Regions from separate parts of the Gasterosteus aculeatus genome. Here region 2 is linked to region 1. The links are chromatin contacts, called in public Hi-C maps. All regions are on one chromosome and are shown on one strand. The core of a region is the stretch at or near the end of the contact, and the rest is flanking DNA. Distances in the headings are between cores, read along the strand shown.

Region 1 (4,342 bases), core at 1,237-3,736:
TGATTGGAGAGTCGATGGTGGCATGCTTGGAAGAAAGGGTTCAGATTAATGCCATTTTGCTCTCTGGTTTTTAAATTGTCTCCATCCTGGAATAAACGTAATGACTTGTCAGTGATGCACAGTTTTCAAATAGCCTTTGACTCTGTAGTTTGTGAGAAGAGTAACCGGAATAAGAGCTAATAAAGATCTACCGAGTGAACAATTCACCCAAGATTCAATTAACAGGTTCATCAGTTCACTTTTGGTAAAATCCAACTTGAATCCTAAAGCCTCTGTGATTCTTTATTTTCTTCCTTTGTAAACAGAACTAACAATGTATTAAGTTGTTGTTTTTGAATAAATACAACGGTATGTAACATCCGCACACAGCTGGTCACAAACTTCATTCCAATAGGAGTTAATAGTGTTAATTGTTTAGGACCATATTCGGCTGTGGATTAATAATAAATTCGTTAAACCAGTGAGGGATTTAAATTAGTATTTAATCAGAATGTCAAAACGTATATTTTGATTTGTTCACTTTTTGATGGTGCGTCATCATTGTTTCTTATACTTTTAACATCCCCTTGTACGTGGTTTAAAAACATCCACAGTTCCTTTCGTACGAGTCAAATGCCAGATCCTCTCAGAACCGACTCTTCTGTCTCCGCTCCCGCAAAGAAAACGTCCTCAACTGTCATAAATAGGCGACCAAGAGCTTCTGCTGTGTCTGTGTGTTTGTCAGGCCGTTGTGTGTTTCACATGTTAACCATTAAACATAACGGGTTTTGTTTTGCCATTACATCAGTCCGGTGTCGAGCATACTGCCGCGTTGAAGCAGCTACCTTCATGCGGTGCTGCTTGATTAAAGGTGTGTGTGGGGGCGGATCACACTCTTTCGTGTCTGGAGAGGTGTGTGTTTTTGTGTGTGAATTTGTGTCTTTTTATACAGATGCGAGTCATCAGCATTAGTAACAGGAAACGGTGATAGTGAGTGCACTCTGATGAGACCAGAAATTGAACCTAAGCTTGATGAAATCATGCTTAGTTTTCTGTTCCTCAAGGTCCTTCATTCCCGGGCTTCCATGATTTGTTTTAGGAGTTGTGGAAAAGGTTACCACGAAGCGTGTTGTGCGTTGCCTTAAAAGATTCAACTGCTTCTAGCCAGCAGTCTAACTCGATTTTCAACTATTACGCCGTGTCCTGAAAACTGACTCTGTTGAATGGCTGATGAACAAAACGGTTTTATTGAGTGTTCCCGGTGCTTCCTCAGCGGCTGCAACCCCCCCCCCATCGCTGTCTGAGACGAGACGCGGACACGTTGTACTTCACCTGCTCCTGTGTTTCCCCCCCAGCAACTCTGCCAGCTCACCTGGCTTTATTCCCAGATGTTTGGTTCCCAGCAATTAGATGTTTCAAGGCTCACACGGTGTCGACCTCTCTCGCAGCAGGAAAGCTCTGGTTCACTTCTAATGAAGACTTATTTACGGTTGCGCGACACAGAACCGAGGCATAAGATGCTGTATCTTTACTGTGGTTGTGGGCAAAGGAGCTGTTATTTTTGGCGTAGACTCAAACTCTAATCGAGATATTTGTGCTTTAAGCATCTAAACTAAATCGCGGCGCTTCCCTCTCCTCCTCTATCAGCAACCAATTTATTACTGACATTTTAATAGGAATAAGGCCAAACATTTAGTAACTCCGGCTTAGTAAAGATTGACTTTAGTCTTTGAAGTTGAAGGACAAAACAAAATGTTTTATCGACCAAAAAGTTAATTGAAAAAAAGCTGACAGATTAATTGGCGGGGAAAATAATTTTAGTTGGACACAACGTTTTTTTTTTTGGTCTACGTTGTGCATTGATTGCCGTCATAACCTACAGAATACAAATAACAACACCAGCAATTTGTTATTGTCATCCAGCATTGGCAGTGCTTAATATAGTACTAACCAGAAGATGTAGTGACACATGCTGAGGGGTCTCAATTCTACACAGGGGGCACTTTTTATTCACATTATTCTCTGTAAATGTAAACCCGTAACTGTGGCAACAGCAGCTTGGACAACATCTAACAGACCAAAAGCAAATGAGCTGCGCGTAGCCGCCACGTCTGATTGAGATGCTCTGTGAATGTGTATCAAATGTGTCAAACGCTTGGGGAGTGTCGCAATGTGCTTTTCCCGTTGTTGGTGGTGAGGCTAATATGTTCAAATCAAAGCCAGTCAGCAGCAAATTGACCCTGTAATTGGTCCTAGCGACTAAACTAAAAAGGTTCACTATATATAGAGCTCGACTATCCTCGACTATACTATCCTGACTTTCAAAAGAAGCATCATTAACGAGTGAATATCGGACTCTGATGAATGTGAGTGATCACATCAGTTGGCTGTGCTTTGCTGAATGTGTCAGGACGATCCATTCATGTTTGGTTGTTGCATCACGCAGACGTCAGCACACAGGAGACTCATCGCTTACAGTGAACAAATCAAAATGATTGTTCTGCTCCAGGCGTTGTGAGCAAACAGGATTGACTATTCAAACTGATTTATGGCTTACGGGCCTCCTCGCTGACGCCAGTTGGGGCCGATCGCCGACGGTTGTTCTGTGTCACTCACCAGCTCACAAATTGTAAAACCTGACAAACAAACATCCAGAACATCTCTCCTTGCCCCTTGACTTCCATGCGTGTGACTCAGACAGATCAGTAAATCTCTCATCATTTCACCTACTCAATGCATTGTTGTGTCATTGTCATTCAATCTATGCAACCAATCGAGTGCTGCAGGGATCAGTCACGGAAACGGGTCATCGTTTTTGGACTTCCGGCTCCTTTGGGTCGAAGTTAATGGGTTTATTGAATGGGGTGTTTTGTTAGATCCCTGAACTAAGTTCTGTTCTAACAAAGGCTCGAGAGTTTTCACCTATTTCTCAGGATTTTGTGTGTTTTAATAAAGGCGATGGCTAAATAAGACAACAAAACGGCATCGACGTGTCCTCAGTTTCCTCATTATTGTTACGTGATCTTGCATGTCTATTTTCACTAATTCATTATTATGAATTAACCTGTCATTCATTTGTGTCATAGTTTTCCTCCCAAGCACAATACAATGTCCAAACTTGTAAAAGGAATTTGACTCTCTTCTTTGGATCCATCAGTGTTCTTACGCAGGAACCGACTTTGCAGCGAAGGAATACATTTTCATTGCCGTTTTGTTGCCAGGGCAACAGTTTTGGTCCAAGTTTACTTCCTTTTTGCCACTACATCAACAAACACTGCAGCAAGGAATTCCAAGGGGTCCGTTTTAAATGTTCTTATTGTCAAGTTTAAAAACATTTGCGCCACTGCCGATGGAAATCTTCCCCTACACAGTAATAGTAATGGGAGGAGTTTGAGTGGCTTTGTAAGGAGCCCTATGATACACAACATGCATTCGTTCAGCAGTATTTTCAGCAGCGGATTAATGCACAAATCGACTACTGGTGACTGATTGACTCAAAATAAACAACAGTGGTCACGAAGAAGTAATTCACATGGTGCAACAATGTGGTTCATTGACGTTCAAAAGGGAAAAAGTATTAAGATGACATTATTTATTCCTGTCTGTAGCTTTTTTTATTGGATTTGTGACAAAAAAACAATCAACCAATGTATCGCTTTAATGTTGCTGAGCAGAAATAATGAGCTTAGCTCACTTCATCAGAATCATGTTACCACTTTGGATAGTAATACGAATATTTCCTATAGTATACAATTGTATAACCCCCAAAGGCCTGTATGAAAAACTGTTTTCTGAATGAATACTCGTGAAGATGAAAATTGCACCACATTGTGCAAGAGGGAACAAGTGCAAGGTTTAAGTCGATAGTCGATCTGTGACCAATATTTCTTCTGTGAATGAATGTGTCATTATGTTTCTTTATATTTTTATGTCCCGCCACGATCCACTCCCTTGTAGCAAAGGTAACTGCTATTTAAAAGCAAACAGCCCACTTCCAACAGCACGTTTGGACAAATATATACGCCGTGTTGGAGCTAGGACCAGTTCTCAGCTTGGCCTTGGCTGCTGCCCCAACGTTGACATCATGCTTGAAGAAAACGGTAATGTTGCATTGCAAATCAATGAGAAAAACAAGCGTTTCTCCGCTTTATGAGGGACTTTGTTTATGTTAGCAATGTCTACCAATACAGCAATTGTAAACGTAGATCAGTTAGCTGTGCGTTGGTACCACCCTCCCTTTGTGTGTTTTCGGAGCTGTGTTGAGGTGCTGTCGCTGCATTTAAATGAGCATTTTTCTTCAGGGAGAATGAAGAGTTTTTGTCAGCCTCCACTCATCGTGGATGATTAGAGCAAAATGTCTACC
Region 2 (4,342 bases), core at 1,118-3,617, 71 kb after region 1:
CGGGGGGCGGGACTTACGGTGGATCTGTTGTAGACCTTCTCCCGCACGTTGTTGCAGATGCTCTGCAGCTCCGCCTCCGTGATGTCGTCCACAGGCCTCACCACGTGGGCGATGGCCTTCACGCCGCTGTAGCAGCGCCGGCGGGCCTGCAGGGGGGGGAGGAGGGGGGCGACGGCCGTAGTTAATGCCTGTACTGTTATTGTTATTATAAAAGGTGAGCGGACAGGCGGAAGTGTGTCGCTCACCGGCTCGTCGGCTTCCTCGAAGTAGCGACTTCGGCGAACCAGACTGAAGACGTCCTCGGGGTCTTCTTCTGGCGTCGGGCTGGGGGGTCCGTCCACCTGCGTGCGGGACCGGGTGTGTGGGCGGGACGGGCGCTCGCCGTTTGTCCAACGGCCTCCCGTGGACCGGCGGGGCTGAATAAGATAAGAATAATAATAAGAAAACGGTAGCAGTCAATGCAGAGCGCTGACGGTGCACCGTGAGATGTTTACAGTCAAGTGTTTCTCGGCAGGGTTAAATTACCGTGGTGGACGCAGACGCTGACCTCCGTCCGGGGAAAAGTCCGGGCACTTTGTTCAGCTCGGCCATGAGCTTTGCCAGCTGTCACAGAAAAAATACGGATGAAGGAGTAAAACTGGAGGCTGTGCAGGTCAAAGTTCAGGTTATAATACCAGATGCTGACGTAATAGAGAGAGAAGATTGTACCATTTCTTTGTTCTCCTTAATATTCAGGGCTCTCTTGTCGATGAAGTTCTCTTCTTCCTCAGAGTCGGACTCCTGAACTGTAATTTGGGGGAGTTGGGACGCCGGCCTCTTGCAGGTTTTCTTGGTGGGGAAGGTCATGGCGACCTTCAGGACGTTGGGCCTGCGGCCACGTCTCGGAGGTTCAGCGTCTACTTTCTGACAGAACCACAAAACTAAAGATTAGGACTAAACCTTCTCAGTCTCTGATGAAGTTTGTTAATACAGTTCTAGGAAACTTACCATGGCCTTCATCTGGCTGTTAATCCCACTCTCCTCAAACCCGCTGCACGTGTCCTCCTCCGACGAAGCCTTGAACGCCTTCGGTTTCTCTGACGTCCTCCTCGTCGGTCTTAAAATCATCCTCTAAAACACAAGAGACCGTCTTAAGCCCCCCGCATGTTTACCGGCGTTTTATTCACAGCGGGAGGACTTGCATCGTTTGTTGTTTACCGTGTTTGCAAAGCCTCCGTCGGAGCCGAAGCTATCACAACTGTCGTCAGAGGAAGAAGAGGACGTCTCCATGGGAACCAGAGGGACGCTGCGGAAGCTCCTCAAGCTCATCCTGGTGGATGGAGGCTGGGCCGCCAGTTTCTGTGAATCATCACACGTGAGTTTAGGAAAGGTTTCTGCGTCCTTTCCACACACTTCATTAAGGCACCTGAGAATACCAGCACCGACACTGATACCAGTGACCTTTGAACTTTGTGGACGCCATCATATCAGGCCGGGATACGAATACGGAAACCATCTTCTGAAGTAACATCTGCAGAACCCTGGGTGGATTTCTTTAAGCGATCTCACTGGCTGGACTTCAAATAAGTCATGAGAGAACTTAGTTATGTTTACTCAATGTTTTCTCAATCAACCCTTTGGTTTAAAATAAAACACTTAAAGAAACGCCCGGGTTCACATGCTCAAACTGATTTTTTTCGACCAGTATCACAAATGAATGAGTCAGAGAAGTGGTAATCTTTCAAATATCTGAATATTTTTAAAAGCCGCAACCAGTAAACTGAAGCATGAGGGGTGTCCTTCAACTGAACTGATCTGATTCTCATATTACATGTGGATTTTCTGTATATGAACCAATCAATATAACAACATTCAAATGTAAGATACAAATATGAACTGGCCCATGCAAGGTATCTAGATCAAACGGATTTAAGTCATTAACAAGCTAACAATAATTTCTTAAAGTTAATTTAAGATGAACTCTCAACGTTGCCCTCAAATGGTAATCCTTACTGGAGTGTTACAAAGTGGTAATAAGGGGACGTTTTTTCACCCAACACGGTAATAAAGTTGTATTGCGGATAATGTTTTCTTACCTTGGAGCGGGTGGCTGGCATGTTTTCTTTAAATACTCGACCAACACAAGCAGAAGGACACAGTGCAGCAGCTCTGCAGCGAACAATACTGAGACAGAGAGACACGCAGAGACGCAGAGACAGTTCCCGCGGTTTGTTTCCGCGCCACCGGAAGGTCCTACAAGATGCATAAAATGTAGTCGCGAGCTTTAGGCTTTTTGTGAGATGCGGCCTCAAAATACAAAACAGTGGTCAGTTAACGGGATTTCTAAAATACGTTTGATGTGCCTTTTAGATGATTAAACGTCACCAGTGTGTTAATTTATGACGCGTTTAGAGAAGGACACACGTGGACCTTCCAGGTGCTTTGCTGTGGCGCGAGTTTTTTTTATTTCGGAATTTGCATGCAAGGCGGGTAAAATGTTGATTCCTGTCCAACAAAGAACCAAATTTAACCTGTTGAAGTACATCAGTCGCTTTCACGTCATAGCGGATAGGACCTGTAAATTAAGTGCATGGACTTTAATAAATTAGGAATATTCACTATAAGAGTATAGTTTATAAAGGAATTCAAGGAGGGGCATATTGGAAAAGGAAATAGGGAGATACGGGAATTCAATTTACTAAAGAGCAGTAAAAGGGGGGCTAATAATAAGATAACACTGACTGGCAACAAAACCGAGATAAGACAGAAACTGGGTTCCATAAACAACAGGAAGTGGGTATGAATGATTGAAGCATGAACATGGGTGTGTTGCACCACATTTAATAGAATTGCACGTCTCGGTTTATGAAGTTTACGTTCGACATATATATATATATATATATATATATATATATATATGTATCCTGTAGCATATTACATGTTGATATATTGTATTCCTTTAGTACATTATATACATTATATGTACTTACCGTATAGTATAGTTCTAGATTAAACTAATCCTTTAATCATATAATATTTTCTGATGTGCTGTATATAGACTGCTTCCTAATCACATCCCACTACTTAAAATTGCTGTGTAATTAAGTCTTTATTGCTCTTGTGATAGTTTCTCTTTTTTTCTTCTATTATTATTACAGTTTTTAAAGGCTCTTGTTGTTTCATATTTTCTCTATTTAAATTCCATTGGTTCTGTACTTGAGCAGCTGCAGCAAACAAATTTTCCTATGTTGGGAAACAACCAAGGCGTATCCCATCTTATTGCATTTGACCATTGTCAAACAGTGGAATCATAAGAGCATTTTATACATCTACCCCCACTAAAGACGCAGCTCAGAACATTTGAACAGATAAACACTACTATGGGTCGACATTTGTGCTTTTTATTAGAAGGAAGAAAACCAAGGAGAAAAGACTAAATTATAAAATAAAAAACATAATTTATATTCCCCCAACAGAAGCCCGTTTTCTTCTCATAATATAAAGAGCTTGTGTTCATACATATATACATCCCATCAACACGCAGTTAATTTTCATCACGCAAGCAGACATTATTCCCATAAAACCTTTTCAGAACACGACGTGTCAGGAAGCGCTGGGTTCACGCGTGGCCCCCATCAAGTTCTTGCAGCGGCGCCACGCCCTCCCCTGCCCCCTCTCCTCTGTCGACCTCTGACTTGTTTATTGTCCTGACGTGGTAATCTTTTCTGTCGCTCCACTTTGATCCACCCTCCGTCGCTGGCTTTGGCCCCCTCTTTTTCTTTGCCAGGGTCTTCTGTCACAGACAATATACCTGGTATCGCGGAGGGGCGGTTCTGTGGCGTGACACTGTGACTATTGGACCGTGGCCTCCCTGGCTGTCGGGAGGTTTTGCTGGTTTTATAATGAGCACAGTTACCTCTAGGACTGTTCCATGCATGCCCCCTCCCCGGATCCCCTCCCACAGTTAATGTGTTGCCAAAGTAGAGGCTTTTGCGGCGGTCGTGCGCGGCTCCAGCGCTGAGTGGCCGCTCTCGTTCCCTCTCCGAGGCGCTCTCCGACGTGGTGCTGGAGGGGCTGCTGCCCTTCGACCCAAAATGGAGCGAGGAGAGCTTGGCCGACAGGCTGGTGGTTGGCGAGGAGCTGCGAGAGTCGATCCAACTGGACGCGTGGGCGCGGCTCGGAGAGCGACGCACAGCTGCGGCGTAAGAAAACCCCTGGCTTTCGTGTGCGGACAGGAACTGAGGCAGAGTGCGGGCGTCGGAGCTCGTGAAGGCGGACAGAGCGTTTGTTGTCGGCGAGGTTTTCTGGGTGTGTAACTGCCTCTGCCTCACGTTGTACATCCATGTCGTGTCCATGTCTAAAA

What was found. A called contact is a pair of places that touch in the nucleus more often than the background predicts.
Region 2: a Hi-C map of skeletal muscle shows a contact between it and region 1, with 2.6 times the contacts expected there. The contact joins the promoter of cdca7a here to the enhancer-like site in region 1. A contact is called at or near these places in 3 of 6 Hi-C or Micro-C datasets (liver and skeletal muscle).

What each region holds. Positions count from the first base shown.
Region 1 is chr16:10,591,980-10,596,321 of fGasAcu3.hap1.1, forward strand. The region is part of intron 4 of LOC120834281 (obg-like ATPase 1); the gene reads left to right. Among protein-coding and RNA genes, the nearest start is that of LOC120834281, 10 kb to the left of the region's middle. Within about 2 kb of position 2,487, at least 2 of the 9 cell types and tissues checked have open chromatin away from gene starts, as enhancers often do.
Region 2 is chr16:10,663,407-10,667,748 of fGasAcu3.hap1.1, forward strand. cdca7a (cell division cycle associated 7a) reads right to left here and starts at 2,368. Exons shown (of 10, transcript XM_040202363.2): 1 at 2,076-2,368; 2 at 1,198-1,338; 3 at 988-1,110; 4 at 709-903; 5 at 526-603; 6 at 246-416; 7 at 18-146. The coding sequence starts at 2,096. It overlaps map3k20a (mitogen-activated protein kinase kinase kinase 20a), which reads right to left. Exons shown (of 20, transcript XR_013453074.1): 20 at 3,365-4,336.